5 separate regions of the Mus musculus genome follow, and regions 1, 2, 4 and 5 are each linked to region 3. Evidence: chromatin contacts called from public HiCAR-type, HiChIP or PLAC-seq and promoter capture Hi-C data. All regions are on one chromosome and are shown on one strand. The core of a region is the stretch at or near the end of the contact, and the rest is flanking DNA. Distances in the headings are between cores, read along the strand shown. Region 1 holds the start of Nova1 (NOVA alternative splicing regulator 1). Region 2 holds the start of Dtd2 (D-tyrosyl-tRNA deacylase 2). Region 3 holds the start of Foxg1 (forkhead box G1). Region 4 holds the start of Hectd1 (HECT domain E3 ubiquitin protein ligase 1). Region 5 overlaps Ap4s1 (adaptor-related protein complex AP-4, sigma 1).

The links. Promoter capture Hi-C pulls out the DNA fragments that hold promoters and counts their contacts. HiCAR-type assays count read pairs that join an accessible place to other places. HiChIP or PLAC-seq counts read pairs in DNA pulled down with a chosen protein or histone mark.
Region 1: a contact with region 3 is called in a HiCAR-type map of astrocytes, with 2.7 times the contacts expected there. The contact joins the promoter of Nova1 here to the promoter of Foxg1 in region 3. A contact is called at or near these places in 1 of 484 Hi-C or Micro-C datasets (embryonic stem cells), 1 of 115 datasets of contacts at active chromatin or transcription factors (astrocytes) and 1 of 9 other capture datasets (liver).
Region 2: a contact with region 3 is called in an H3K4me3 HiChIP or PLAC-seq map of embryonic forebrain, with 2.4 times the contacts expected there. The contact joins the promoter of Dtd2 here to the promoter of Foxg1 in region 3. A contact is called at or near these places in 2 of 39 promoter capture datasets (cranial neural crest and hippocampal neurons) and 2 of 115 datasets of contacts at active chromatin or transcription factors (astrocytes and embryonic forebrain).
Region 4: a contact with region 3 is called in a HiCAR-type map of astrocytes, with 7 times the contacts expected there. The contact joins the promoter of Hectd1 here to the promoter of Foxg1 in region 3. A contact is called at or near these places in 1 of 484 Hi-C or Micro-C datasets (embryonic stem cells) and 1 of 115 datasets of contacts at active chromatin or transcription factors (astrocytes).
Region 5: a contact with region 3 is called in a promoter capture Hi-C map of embryonic stem cells, with 4 times the contacts expected there. The contact joins the enhancer-like site here to the promoter of Foxg1 in region 3. A contact is called at or near these places in 4 of 39 promoter capture datasets (cranial neural crest, embryonic stem cells, hippocampal neurons and 1 more), 3 of 484 Hi-C or Micro-C datasets (cerebral cortex, cortical neurons and embryonic somatosensory cortex) and 6 of 115 datasets of contacts at active chromatin or transcription factors (the NIH/3T3 cell line, astrocytes, embryonic forebrain and 3 more).

Annotation. Positions count from the first base shown.
Region 1 is chr12:46,817,405-46,820,104 of GRCm38.p6, forward strand. Nova1 (NOVA alternative splicing regulator 1) reads right to left here and starts at 1,363. Exons shown (of 5, transcript NM_021361.2): 1 at 1,212-1,363. The coding sequence starts at 1,347.
Region 2 is chr12:52,005,170-52,007,869 of GRCm38.p6, forward strand. It overlaps Dtd2 (D-tyrosyl-tRNA deacylase 2), which reads right to left and starts at 1,338. Exons shown (of 3, transcript NM_029545.3): 1 at 1,206-1,338. The coding sequence starts at 1,316.
Region 3 is chr12:49,381,650-49,384,349 of GRCm38.p6, forward strand. It overlaps Foxg1 (forkhead box G1), which reads left to right and starts at 1,358. Exons shown (of 2, transcript NM_008241.2): 1 at 1,358-1,737; 2 at 2,652-2,700. It overlaps Gm34304 (predicted gene, 34304), which reads right to left and starts at 179. Exons shown (of 2, transcript NR_168648.1): 1 at 168-179.
Region 4 is chr12:51,828,210-51,830,909 of GRCm38.p6, forward strand. Hectd1 (HECT domain E3 ubiquitin protein ligase 1) reads right to left here and starts at 1,327. Exons shown (of 43, transcript NM_144788.2): 1 at 994-1,327. Gm5785 reads left to right here. Exons shown (of 4, transcript XM_011244243.2): 1 at 1-59; 2 at 646-1,020; 3 at 1,081-2,346. The coding sequence ends at 1,932.
Region 5 is chr12:51,734,686-51,737,385 of GRCm38.p6, forward strand. The region is part of intron 5 of Ap4s1 (adaptor-related protein complex AP-4, sigma 1); the gene reads left to right. Among named protein-coding and RNA genes, the nearest start is that of Strn3, 44 kb to the left of the region's middle. Within about 2 kb of position 1,301, at least 107 of the 459 cell types and tissues checked have an H3K27ac peak or open chromatin away from gene starts, as enhancers often do. A contact at or near this core is called in the NIH/3T3 cell line, astrocytes, embryonic stem cells and 1 more, where this site is marked.

The sequences.
Region 1 (2,700 bases), core at 113-2,612, 2.6 Mb before region 3:
GATGAAAAAAAATCCAACACTGTAAGTAGTGATCCGCTAAATTTGTCTGTCATAGCAAACATAAAAGACTGCAATTAATCACTGGCTATATCCGACTTTAAGTATACAAAACAACCATCTTCCTGCAAAATAGTCCACCCAAACTGTAGGGAGTATTCCAAGCCGTGAGAAACTGCCAAGGGGAAAAAAAGCGTCAATGTGGTGGACTGAGAATCTAAGTAATCCCGATGTATTTCCGCGGCACTTCTAAGTCTACTATGATCTCGGCTAAGCTCATTAATTAAAAGACCTTAAGAAGAATCTTGCCAATACTAAAAAGCTTACGAGTTATTTATTCTAAATACACTCCAAAGTCACCAAATAGATAACGCTCCATCTCCAAAAGAACCATAAAACGGAGACGGGGGCGGGGGGAGGTTCGATGAGCCGTGAAAAAAAAAAAAGAAAAATGAAATGTTTCAGAAAATAAAGCCAACTCCATAAACTTTAGTTTCCGTCAACCTGATCACGTCTTAAATAGGAAACTTCGCGGTAAATCCAGCTCTTTACTGGGAACGAGTATTCCGAATTTTTTGCGATGTGCCACTCACAAGACCCCCATCCATTTCTAATGTATATGCTGGAGATAAATTCACCTCTGCTTCGATGCATTGGATGCATTGTTAAGATGACTCCAGTGCAAATGAAGAAGCGATAGCGGTCCCGTTATAACTCATCTTCCGAGGAAGCGCAGGATGTTAACTAACAAGTCACCGTACCAGACACCCCCCTCGTATGCATACCCTTGAAGACAAATCAATGCGATATTTGTACCGACCATGTAAGTGCGCTCAGGGCATGCACTCATCAAGATTTTGCATACTACTTGTGGCCCAGAGCAAGGGGATGAACAGAGGCAAAAGTCTCCGGTGCCCCCAGCATCTGCAAGCCGCTACCCAAGTGCCATTTATTTATTTATTTGATCAGACTGTTAAATGCAGCGCGCATCTTCAGGCGGCCATCACCTCTCGCGGGGGGCGGCCCTGGGAGCGGACCCTGTCGCCGGGGCCAGCACCGGCTGGGGCGAGCGGGTCGGCTCAGAACCCCGGGTCGCCATCTTGATGAGACGGGGCCGGGGCAGGTGCAGGGGAGGGGGCGCGGGACGGCCGGCGGCAGCGGCCACGGCGCGGGAGGGCGGCGGGGACGGGGCGGGAGGCGGAAGCGATACCCACCGCCCGTGTTGGTCCTCTTGGTGCTGCCGGCTTCAGGGGGCGCTTCAAGCGGCCTTTTCCGCGAGTCCGGCGGGTCCAGATCTATGGGAACCCCCGTATGGGTCCCGTTCTGCTGAATGGGAGCTGCCGCCATCATGCTTGCAGTTCCTGCCGCTGCACCGGGAGAAGCGGCTCCCTTTTGTTTTGGCTTTTTTTTTTTTTTTTCTCGTTTGGGGTTGCTAAGGTTTTTTTTTTTTTTTTCTTTTTTTTTTTTTTTTTTTCTTTAATCGGATCAATAGCAGTCTGAGGCGGCGAGCAGTGTGGCTGATGTGCTCACTGGGGAGGGGGCAGGGCGCGGAGCAGCTGCAGTGCAGTGTCGGCTAGGAGCGGGAATGGAGGGGGTGTGGGAGCCGGAGGGTGAAGAAGGAGAAGAAAGCGGCGGGCAGAGCGGGAGTGAATGAGCGGAGGAGGCGCGGGCGGCCGGGAGGAGGGCGAGTGAATGAGCGGGAGGAGGAGCGGCCGCGGGCGGCCGGAGCGGCGGACCCGGCTAACGCGGCGCTCGCTCCCGCTGCTGCCGCCGCCGCCGCTGCCTGGGCGCGTGTGCCGCCTGCGCTGCTCCGCGCCGCTGCCGCCCGCCCGCGCTCATCGTGTCTCCCGCGCGTGGGGGGCGGCGGGCGGGGGCCGCGAGGGGCCGCGACTCCCACACGCGCCGCGCGGGGCCGGCCTCCGCGCCGGAGTCTCCGCCTGCGGGGCGGCGGGCGCGCGCGGGCTTGGCGGGGGCGCGCGGGCTTGGCGGGGGCGCGGAGCGGGCCGGGGCGCTCCCGCGGGGAGGCGGGGTGAAAGGTCGCGGGGCCCAGGCAACGCCGCTCAGGCAAACGTCAGCGGCTTGCCGCGGAAACCCAGGGGTCCACAAAACGCGCTAGGCGGGGAGGCGGAGCCGTGCGGGGAGTGACGGCAGCAGCAGCCAATGACAGCCGAGCGAGGGAGCCGGGCGGGATCCTGGTCCAGCTGGGACTTGGTGGTGACAGTTTGGGCTAGTCCGGGAAGGGCGTCTGAGTGACCGCGGGGAGGGGTGGACGGCTCAGGCAGGAGACCAGAAACCCAGCTGGGACCCGGAGAGTTCGGCAAAAGGCATTCATTAGCATCTCTGGGAGGCGGTTTTCTAAAGGAGATGTCATCAGAGGATTTCTTTCTCGCACCGTGTGACACTGTCGGGGACTTACTGTGTCTTGGCGCCTTATGTGCTTTCGGGAGCAAGCCAGGATATAAATAAATAAAGCGATATGTGGTCTCCACAGGGACCCGGGAGGCAAACTGAAGAGGCAACAGCTGAGGGTGTACGCAGCTTCACACACTGCACGAAACACAGATGAAGGCATCTGGGCACCCACGACTTACATAGCTTCGGGCGGTTTCAGGATCCTGATCCTCAGCCCTTCCACACTGGAGGGGGCGGGAGGGGGATGCGGGAAGTGTGGCTAAGCTAGCATTATAAAAGACCCTAGAGGTT
Region 2 (2,700 bases), core at 88-2,587, 2.6 Mb after region 3:
CTGCATTTATTTCTACTGAGCCAGCAGTTTTCAGACAGCCTCCCCCAAATTCTGCCAGGCCCACAGAAAGTTACAGGCTGATTTATTCAACATCAAATGATCCTCCTTTTCCCACATGGGGCTGTTGAATAAGCAACAGTGTTAGTAGTGTCCTCTGATGTTACTTTGTATTTTCCCCTAAGTCATTTAAACAGAGTGGTATTTCTACATGGGGTCTTGTCTTATTTTTACAAATTCCAGGAACTGTTCAGTTGCTTTTTCTGTTACCGTGGTCAATGCCTGAAGAAAACCCAATGATTGGGCTTTGAAAATTACATTTATGATAAGTTCTGTAGGAAAAGGTTGGTTGTTATCAGGAATATACACCTTCTCATTTTACATAATGACTTGAATATTTGTTTACTAGTTCCTGTAAGACAGTCTACAAGAAAATAAACAAGTGATAAATGACTTCGTTGCTACCACTGAGGGAATCGATTGTATGTTAATTTCCTTGGCTCACTTGATTCAGAAGCCACCACAAAGATTAAATGAATTAATAACTGCAAACTGCTTAAAACAGCGCTGAGCTCACAGTAAATACAACCCAGGTGTTTATCAAATGCTACATAAAAATAAATGGGAAGGCAGACACACAGTTATATTTCATGCTTTAACTTCCAAAGCTTTATACATGTTTGAGACTCAATTTAACTGTTAGCGACATTACGTTCAGCTATATCTTTCTGGTTCTAATGGTTTTCTGTGTAAATATAGCTAGCTCTGCACTCATACTTGAATTACCTGGGAAAAGATTTTTGTTTAACTATGTGCACTTGTGTGTCTGTGTACAACGGCAGGTGTCTGTCCCGCCTAGAGGAGGCCATCAGATCCGACCGAGCTGGAGTTACAGGTGGTGGTGAGCAGCCCCGCATTGCGGGATAATGGAATCTAAGGATCTACTGGCGGTGAGATTCCCTGAAAATTCTGAGAAGCGAGATGGCTCACGCTGTTACCTCAACACTTAATATACTAAGGCAGAAAGATCATCCGCAGGCTGAGAGCTGCAGAGCGAACCAGTGGGGCACAGGCCACCACCAGACGCCAAGTCCAAAGAGACAGCTAGGCAGCCCACTAAAGTGGGCAGACGGAAAGGGACAAGCTCTTCATCTCACGAAAGATGACAGGAAGACCGGCACGGTTCCGCGGATAGGGCCGGGCGTTACCTCCACCCACTGCGCCGCGGCGTCTCCATCGGCCGGGCGCACTTGCAGGCGAGCGTGCAGGCACTGCTGCAGGAGCGCACGAGCCTGGGCCACACGACCACCGTCCGCCATGGCGCGGGTCCGCACTGCGCATGCTCGGGTAGGCGCCTCCCACTGCTCGTGGCCCCACCTAAGTGGGCGGGGCCTCCGCCTGGCTCTCCGGAGTCCCGGATGTGGAATTGACCAGCTTTGGAGCTTTGAAGCTTCAGTCTCTTGGAGGGTTTTTGTTTAGAGATCTCTGTCTCTCCTTCTCTCCCTCCTTCTTTAACCTAATCTCATCCTCGAATGCCTCGTTTTTAGTTTTGTTTTTGGAGGTAGGGTCTCATAGAGTCGGGGTTGGTCGCAATAACCACATAGCTGAGGCTGACCTTGAACTGAACTCCTTCTCCCAATTGCAGGAATTACATGTGTGCCCGCCCACAGCCCCACCCCACCCCATCCTGCTCTGCTACCTGCTTCATAGCTTTTGAAGAAATATTTTTCATTTCAGAAAGCTTAGGTTTCCAGGTATTGGAAAGAATGTAAGTCAGAGTTAAATCCATTCTATATTTATTATAAAGACATAACTAGAATGAGATCAATTGATCTCAAAGCAGGCAGAGAGGGAACTTAACCTGTGGGTGGGGGACAGATGCAACTATAGAAGGGAGCACCTAAGATGTGGGACCCCGATTTAGAGCATTTCTCCCTGGAAGGTAAAGCCCCTGGGACGTTCCCCAAGCTTGTTTTCCCTGATCTCTAAAAATACAGCCAGAAAGAAGCTCTTTGTTCACTATAGCCAGCAAAAAGCCTTTTTGTTTCTATACTTTACAACCAGAGATGCCTGCCTTCCTGTGCCGAGGACACGGGAGATAAAAATTCAGAAAGAACTCACTCCTCACTCCTGCCTTGTAAATTTCACCAAGGACACCTGGAAGAGAAGAACTCTCCTCCCAACTCCTTCCAACTCCTCCCAACTCTTCTCAACTCCTCCCAACTCTTCTCAACTCCTCCCAACTCTCCTCCCAACTCCTCCCAATTCCTCAGCTAGCTGTTAAAAGCCCCCTACTGTCACTGCTCAGGGTCAAACTCCCCTGCCCTGCATGGCAGAGGGACTTTGTCCTCAGCTAACTGATAATAAAACCTCTTGCAGTTTGCATCAGGTGTGGTTTTCTCTCGGGTCACTGGGGTGCTGGCCAGCTCATCCCGGGACTTGAGTGGCGGCCCAGCTTCGGTGTCTTACAAAGACTATTGGGAAACACAGAGATTTACATTTTATTTATAACAGTAGCAAAATTACAGTGATAAAGTAGCAATGAAAATCATTTTATAGCTGGGCAGTGGTGGCACACACCTTTGATCCCAGCACTCCAGAGGCAGAGGCAGGCGGATTTCTGAGTTCGAGACCAGTCTGGTCTACAGAGTGAGTTCCAGGACAGCCAGGGATATACAGAGAAACCCTGTCTCAACCCCCTCC
Region 3 (2,700 bases), core at 108-2,607:
CTAATTTCGCTTTTTTTTCTTCTGTGTTAATCAACACTTTCCTTCCTGCATATCAGAGTACAAATAGTATAGTTACTCCACATCAGTAAATGTTTACGTAACCTGTCCTTTCCCAAGAATCCGGTTACACCGAATCATTTCACGCTAGACCGACTACGAAAACGTACCGGGCCGTCCACCTCTGAGGGAGCCCCGGGAGCCATTATAAGCGGTGGTGAGAAGGGGGGCTGGGGGATGGGGAGGAGTAGGTGGAGGAGTGAAGGGGAGAGGAAAGGAGGGAGGGAGAAGGGGTGGGTTAGTGAAAGGGGAAGAAGGGAGAGGGGAGGAGGAAGGAAGGCAAGCGCATTGAGGAACCACCAGGGAAAATGGGCCTGAGGAGGAGAAAAGAGTGGGAAGGGAAATGAACAAGACAACCCAGGCTCACAGATCTCTCTAGCTAGGTTGGCAAAGCTCATCACGTCGCCAGGCTCCGTGAGAAACCCCAAGCCTAGAAATCAACCTTTGGCACCAATGTGTTTTGCAAAGCTGATTGCTAGAACCCTGGCCTTTTCCGTCATGCATAGCTTGTTTTAAAGTCAGCGGATATGTAGGAAGAGATCCAAGCAGTGGAAGGATATTTGGGGACAAATAATCAAAGATCTCTTACAACACTCCAATAGATATAAAATTTGCTAGCTATTTGTAATTGTGGATAATTTTCGCTAGCGTTTCCCTCTCTTTCCCTCCCCTCTTTCTGCGCCCCATTTCAAATTTGGGGGGTGAGAACATCAGAATAACTCCCTATTATTTTGAGTATTGCATGTTTCTGGTAGATTTTAGTACCACACATAGGCCCTGTTTTTTCTCCTTCCTTTTTTTTTTTTATATCAAGACTGAGAGATCATTTAGCTAAGAGCTCATCAAAATGAATGCTGGCATGGGTAGAGTATTTTACCTTAAAGAGGAGGGGAAAGATACTCGTGACCTATGTGTCTCCACCTCCCTCTCCTCTCTGGCTACGGCCTCTGCTTACAACGTGGCGCGCTTTGAGCCAGTGAGGATTTGTGATCTGTGTGCTCCGCACTAAATTCCAATCCCTGGGAAATGCTGGGCCTTGGCCCTGGCCCTGGCCGCGATCTTTTTAAAGGCCTTGAATTACAAGCTACCCACTCGTTTCAACCTCCCCACCAAACCATCCCCCAAACCCCAGAAGCTAGGACTGTCAAATCCACCTTCCTTGGGCTCCCCAGAGCATTCCAGCAGCATCCAAGAAGGGTAAGAGCTGATTTCGCCCTACTGGTGTTTCAAGATTGAGGTTTTAAAGAGATAAAGTATTTGTGAAATGGGAAAAAGGAGCAAACATAGGATTTAAAAAAAAAAAAAACGGAAGTAGACGCCCACTCATATTTTCTTCAATGTCAAGCAAAATGAAAATATTTCCAGGATGATCGATCGCGGCTACCGGCTTCCAGTACTGCCTAGAAGCTGAAGAGGAGGTGGAGTGCCCGAGGAGACAACTGCCACCGGGTCACCCGCGCGTGAGCGCGACTCTGGGAGTGAAGCGAGACGGAGGGAGAACACACGTGTTACCTGCTTTATTTCGGGACTGTTTGGGTCTGTGCTCGCCCGGGGCAGCTCTCCGCCCGCCCGCCCGCGTGCGTGGAAGGCCTCCACAGAACGCACCCACCGCTCAGCCGCCCCCGCTCGCCGCCCTCAGCCCAGCTTCACAGCCGAGCTCGCCGCGGGCCGCAGGAAGCTGTAAGTACCGGCCTGGCCGTGGCCGCCCCCGCCCCACCTTCCAGGCCCCGTTCCCCCGATGCCCGGCTCTCCGGAGCTTGCTGGCCCGCTCGCTCCCAGGGCGCTGCCGGGGCCGCCGCGTCCCCAGGGTTCACGCCCTCTCCCGCACCCTCGCAGCTCGCCCCTCCGCCGCGCCCCCCGCCCCGCTCTTCCAGACAAAATTGGATACAAACTTTAATCAATAAGGATAAATATTGACGCGCAAAGGAAAATAATCCCATACAGGGAGGAGGCCACAGTCGAGCGGCCGCGGCCCGGGGCGCACGCCCCACGCTAATCCTGGCCGGGTGGGCGATCTCCCGCCGGTCCCCGCGGCTCCAGGCCTGGGCCCCGCCACCCGGAGGGGGCGGTGAGCGGGGGGCGGGGCCGGGGCGGGGCGGGGATGGGCGGGCCCTGGGCCCCCGATTGGTCGACGGCTAGCCAGACGCTCCTGCACGCCGGCGGCACTGATTGGTTCGGCAGTAGGAAAGGTTAAACCAAAAATTTTTTTACAGCCCTAGTGTGCGCCTGTAGCTCGGAAAATTAATTGTGGCTATAGCTGCCTCGATCGCTGTCTCCTAGCCTCGCTGCGGCCGCTCCGGGACGCGCCCGCCCGCCGCCCGGCTCTCCCCCCCTTCGGGCTGCCGCTGCTGCTGCTGTGACTGCTGCGGCGCGAGGAGGAGGAGGCAGCGGGGGAGGGGGAGGCCGGGCGCGGAACGGAGCGGGGCGCTGCACCCCGGGCGACGGGTTGCTTCTGCCTCTAGCCTCCCTCTCTCTCTCTCTCTCTCTCTCTCTCTCTCTCTCTCTCTCTCTCTCTCTCTCTCTCTATCTCCTCTCCCTCTCTCTCTCTCTCTCCCTCTCTCTTTCTCTCTCTAATTCTTGAGGGGTGGTTGCAGCTTTTGCTACATGCCTTGCCAGCGCCGGAGCCTGCGGTCCAACTGCGCT
Region 4 (2,700 bases), core at 77-2,576, 2.4 Mb after region 3:
TCAACTTCTTCCTGCAACCTCCCCCCAAACTCCACCAAAAATCGGAGCTTCAGATACGGGTCAGATCCAGTAGTTTTAAAGACCACTTTCCAATCCAATTCTTCTTCGGATTGAATTTCCCTTCTCACGAGTTTTGAATTCTCAAACTTACTCCTAAAATATGCCCAAATACAAACAGTAATTAGATATGAAATCTACCTATGCGGAAGTAAATACTGATAAGAACTTCTGGTAATCTAGGCAAATGTTCTTAAAACTTTTTTTTTTTTGGGGGGGGGGCTTGATGCTAAAGTAAATACAACTAACAGGTTACCACCCCCCCCCAGGCAGACGGACAGACAGGCAGACATTCTTTCTCCCATAGGATGGGGCAGTTAGTTTTTATGTAAAAAATTTTTTGAGAAGTAGTCTAGGCAGGCAAGTCATTACAAAAGCTTCTAGATGCCCGACCAAAGGACAGCGTTGCGTCCCACGCAATCCACCTGCCGGTGTGGGAACCTAGAGGCGGGTCGCGGTGGGCACCCATCGGCCGCGCCCGGCGGGGCTGCCCCATCGTCCTCGGCCTGATCAAGGCCGGAGCCGCGACGCTGACAGCCAACCTGGCTAAGTTAGCTACCTGCCTCCGGGCGGAGGGCGAAGTTCTAGAGAAGCAGCAAACCTGCGAGCTCAAGAGGAAGCCGCCGAGCGGCTGGGGTGCGGGTCTCCCGGAACTCGGAGGCCCAGCGGGACGTCCCCGGTCCCCGCCGGGCGGCTGAGCCTTACCAAGGACAAGGAGCGCGTAGCCGGAGCTCCGAAGCCAACAAGCCAAGCCCCGTAAGGCCCGGAGAGGGGAACAAAGGGCCCGATACGCAGAGGCGACGGCGGAAGACCGACCTCACCGCGCTGGGGTCCAGCTCCGCGCCCGCCGCTGGACTCGGCGGCCCGGATCCTCGCGCAGGCCCAGCCTGCCGACAGCGCCTAGCGCCCCCGCCTACCCTGACCGCAGGCTCTTACCCTGGCTCGCCGTACCAAACAGCTCCGGTCCAGCTCCAAGCAGGCCGCGGGCAGAGCCTGGCCCGGCCGCGGCCCTCGAGTTCCTAGGAAACCGCAGGCCGCGCAGGTCGAGCCAGGCAGGCGGCACAGGAAAAGCCGTGTCTCGTCCCTCCCCTTCCTCCGCGGGGACCCGGTGACAAGGAAGCGAGAGGCTCCCCCGAGCGGCGGCAGCCAGCGCGGGTCCCGACCCCAGCACGCGGCTCCTCAGACCCTGCGGTTCAGAGCCAGGTCCGCGCGGGGCCGTCGGCGGCAGCGGGGAGACGCCGCGTCCATCGCCAGCCGGGCGGGGGCAGGAGAAGGGTCGGCCGAGCGCCGGGCGGGGAGGCTGGTGAAGGCCGCGCCGGCGGAGGCGGAGCGAACGCCTCCCGGCCGCCCTGCCCGCGGCCACCTGGGGCGCTGCGGAGGCCGGACCCCGCGGCACGGGGCGACGACGGGGGGCGCCGGGCTCCTTCGGCGGTCGGCTACGGCTCTCCTCAGCCCGGCCTCCCGGCGCCCGAGTCGCCGCGCTGTCAATCCGCGCGCGCCGCCAGCAGCTGCTCCGCGCACGCTCCGCCCGTCTCGCCCGGCGCGAGCCGCTCCGGAGTCCTGCGGAACGGAGGCCACCGTCTCGCAGGCGCTCGGCGTGCCCGGGTCACCCCCTCCTCCGGACTTTTAAAGCCAGCGGTTTACCAGAACGCTTCCCAGCGAGCCTGGGAACTCGGCGAGCGCTGCGCAGCCGGGCGTTATCGCCTCGGCGCAGATGGGACCAGGACGGCTGCGGGAACTCGTGCCTCCTGCCTGCCCACCGTGGAGTCCCGGGAAGCAGCCAGCATCGAGGACTTCCCACACAGTTGCCTTCGGCTCGTGGTCACTTGTACTTCCGTAGTTATTCCCGTCAAACTTTTATTTCATGGGCGTTGAAAAATCAAATACTAGCCGCTGCTAGTGGAGTCCTCACGTAACCGTGACACTAGAGAACTGGAGGCTGGAGTTCAAGGTCATCCTTGGCTACAAAATGAGGTCGAGACTTGTCTGGGCTACAGGGCGGCGACGGTGGTGATGAAGAAGGAGCAGCCAAGGGAGAGAAAAAGAGGAAGAAAAAGACTCCATACTGAACTCATCCTTTGAACAACAACAACAAAATAGCAGTAGATACCTAATTTTAGGAAAGAACTGTATGCAAAGACCGAGGCTAGTAGTTTTCAACCCTGGCGGCACATTAGAGACACCCGGAAAAGTTTTCATTAGAAGAGTTTTAGATCCACAGCAAATTGAACAGAAAGTACAGAGAATAAGTTATGGCTACCCTGTTCTGTATCATGTGTTCCTGGCCAGGTAGGGCTAAGGACAGAGAGTTCCCACTGATCTCTTTGTTTATGGTTTTGCCCTTTCCAAAATATCGTTTCTAGTTGGAATTATTCACTAACACTCTTTAAGGATCCTCTGTGAGTTTTTATAGCTTGGTAGCTCATTTATTTGGTGTTGTGTTGTGTTTTGTTTTGTTTTGTTGTACTGGATTTTTTTATTTGGTTTTGTTTTTTACTTTTTGTTTTTCTTGTTGTTTTGAAGTGGGTATGCTTATGTAACCCTGGCTGGCCTAAAGTCAATATCCTCCTGCCTCAGCTTCCTGAGTATGCTAACAAGAGGGCTTCCTTCCTGAGTATGCTAACAAGTATGCTAACACCTGGC
Region 5 (2,700 bases), core at 51-2,550, 2.4 Mb after region 3:
CCCTCACTCCAGTCCCCTTGGTGCAGTGGTGTCCACTGAGCAAACCGTCCCCCTGAGACTGAGCACCTCAGTCGCCCTATGTGGAATAAGCGCCTCACAGCATCCTCCCGAGTGCTGACTGTGACGCACCACCCCCAGCTCTTAGCTTTGCATGTGTTCTCTGACATCCAAGGTACCACTCCTTCTGCTACTATCTCTTCCAAAGCCCTCTCTCTGTCTCGTCCTACTCACGTTGTCCCTTGCGTCTTGGTTATGTTAGTCAAAAGTAGTAACAAGTTTCACGAAGCAGCAGGAGTTAGGGCTCGTCTCCCCCGGTGCTGAGCTGGGCGTGGTCCACTGGGTGAGCACTAGCCTAGCATTCCTAAGGCTCTGCGTCAACCCCAGGAAAGCAAGCTAGTAAGAAACACAGACAAACCCACAGCTTATATTCATACTTTAAATTTTTTTTTTTTTTTAGATTTGATGCATTTGGGTGTTTTGTTTGTATGTATTTCTGTGTGTCACATCTGTCCCTAACACCCAAAGGAGTTCAGAAGAGGGTTTCACATCTCCTGGCTCTAGAGTTACAGATGTTTGTGAACTGCTATGTGGTGTTCTTAACTGTTGAGCCATCTCTCCATCTCCCTAGAAGAAGTGATTTTGGTGTCTAGGCTGGGCTGTGCCTTGCAGTTGTTCTGAAATTCCATTTGACCTGTTTTGTTCCATTCTTTCACTTACTAAAGACGATTAACACACCATATTCTTATTTAACAATCCTGTAGGACTGAGTATGTGGGAAGGCAGAGGCAGAAGGGTCAGGAGGTCAAGGCCATCTCCAACTACCATAGCAAGCTCAAGGCAAGTGAGGCCACCTAAGATCCTAATCAGGAAAATAAAACATAGAAGAAGCCGATGTTTTAGGAGCAGGAGATCAGCTCTGTGTGTAGGTCACATCTAGTGTTCTGTTACAGTTTGCCTTCCTTAGAAATCCATGTTCTTGGGTTTCCATGTTGAGAAACCTGGGATTTAGTAAAGTTGTATGTGGTCTTCAGGGTCAGTCATGTTCAACCCAGGCTGAAGGAAGTTCTTTCCCTGGTTGCTTGAATTAATGGACCACAGTCCAGTTCATTCTTGCTTCCTCCTGTTCCAAATGCCAGAGCTGAACTATTTGCCTGTGTCTATTGCCTTGATATATAGGCTTGGCATATAGGATACATTTTTGGTCCCTGGCATATGGCCCAAACACTACTAATCTTGGCTCCACCAGTGTGTACAAGTTGCTCATAATCCAAATCAAGATATGAACAACAGCTGGATTCCTATTTTAAAGGAGGCATGTGACTGCAGGGAGCCGTCAGATGTCAGGCCTTTGCTTTGCATTGAGATCCGGTCTGGGTTTGCTCGTTAGGACTCCAGCCAGATAGCCAGGCAGTTGTGAGCTCACAAGACATGACCTCACTGGCTCACTCGTGTTTCCAGGAGGCTGGGAAAGACAGGCTCGCCACAGGACCTTGTCCTTGCAATGTGGGGGTGCCAGTGGCTGATATGCTTCAGCAATAAAGTCTGATTCGAGTTTCAGAACACTCCGCAGTTGTTCAAGGAGACATCCAAACAACGGCTGTTTGTTTTGCTGAAGATGTAGGAGTTTGATCAGTGAGACAATTTAAACAGATAAAATGGGATTTCCTGATACAGAGACCAGGAAAATAAGCCATTAAAGCCCACTGCTCTCCATGCCTACAGAGCCCAAGGGCCTGTTTCATTCAGCCACCCGAGCTGCTTACCTTCTTTTTATTTTTTGAGACAGGCTGCTGCTGTCTATCCCAGGCAGGCCTCTAGCTTGCTTTGAGGTGGAAAATGACCTTGAACTTGTGATCCTTCCTGTCCTCACCTCCCCAGAGTGGAGATTACAGGTGTGCATTCCTGCTCCTAGTTTAGAGGGCGCTGGGATCAAACCCAGGGTGTCACAAGCGCTAGCCAGGCAAGCACTGCCCACTGAGCTGCACCCAAGCCCAGCTTCAGCTCAATTTGCCTGACTGGGTTCCCATTTTGTAGCTTAGAAACTCTGGCCACTGGTTCTGATGAACAGAGCTGAACCTAACTTCATTCCAGTCCTACTTTGGCCTAGGACAAAGCAATCATCTATATAATTGGAAGATATTATTAATAGGTATATCAGAGCAAAGGTTTTTTTTTTTTTTTCTGGGTCACTTAGGGACAGTTCCCATCGGCTCCTGAAAAAGTTTATTCTGCTAGAGGGCTATTTGCACAGAACTTAATGAGATGTTAACAGAGTCTAATGGAAACTGAAGTCATTCACAGGCTGTCCCATTCTCTGTATTCAGACTTCACTGAACAAGTACAATAGAGACTTTGAATATCAGGAATTGAACAATGTCAGGCAATGATTTGTTTGGCAAATATTCACTAATTATAAACTCACTGGTGTTTCTAATCACCAATTTGTCCAATGAAGTTTTTCCTTTGAAGCAGTTGTTTCTTTTTTTTCAAACAGCTCTTTAAAAACAGAATCTCAGGTTTCAAATGTAAAATTAAGAAACATCCAACCATGGCAACCATCTTGCTCCATAATTAGATGCTCAGATGAAAGGATTCTCAGGGAGTCTAGTTTTCTAGTTCCTCACTGCCAGTGCCCTCTTCTTCCTCTAGCTTTCCCGGAAGAGCTTCACCAAGTTAAGGTTTCAGAATCTGAAAGAGATT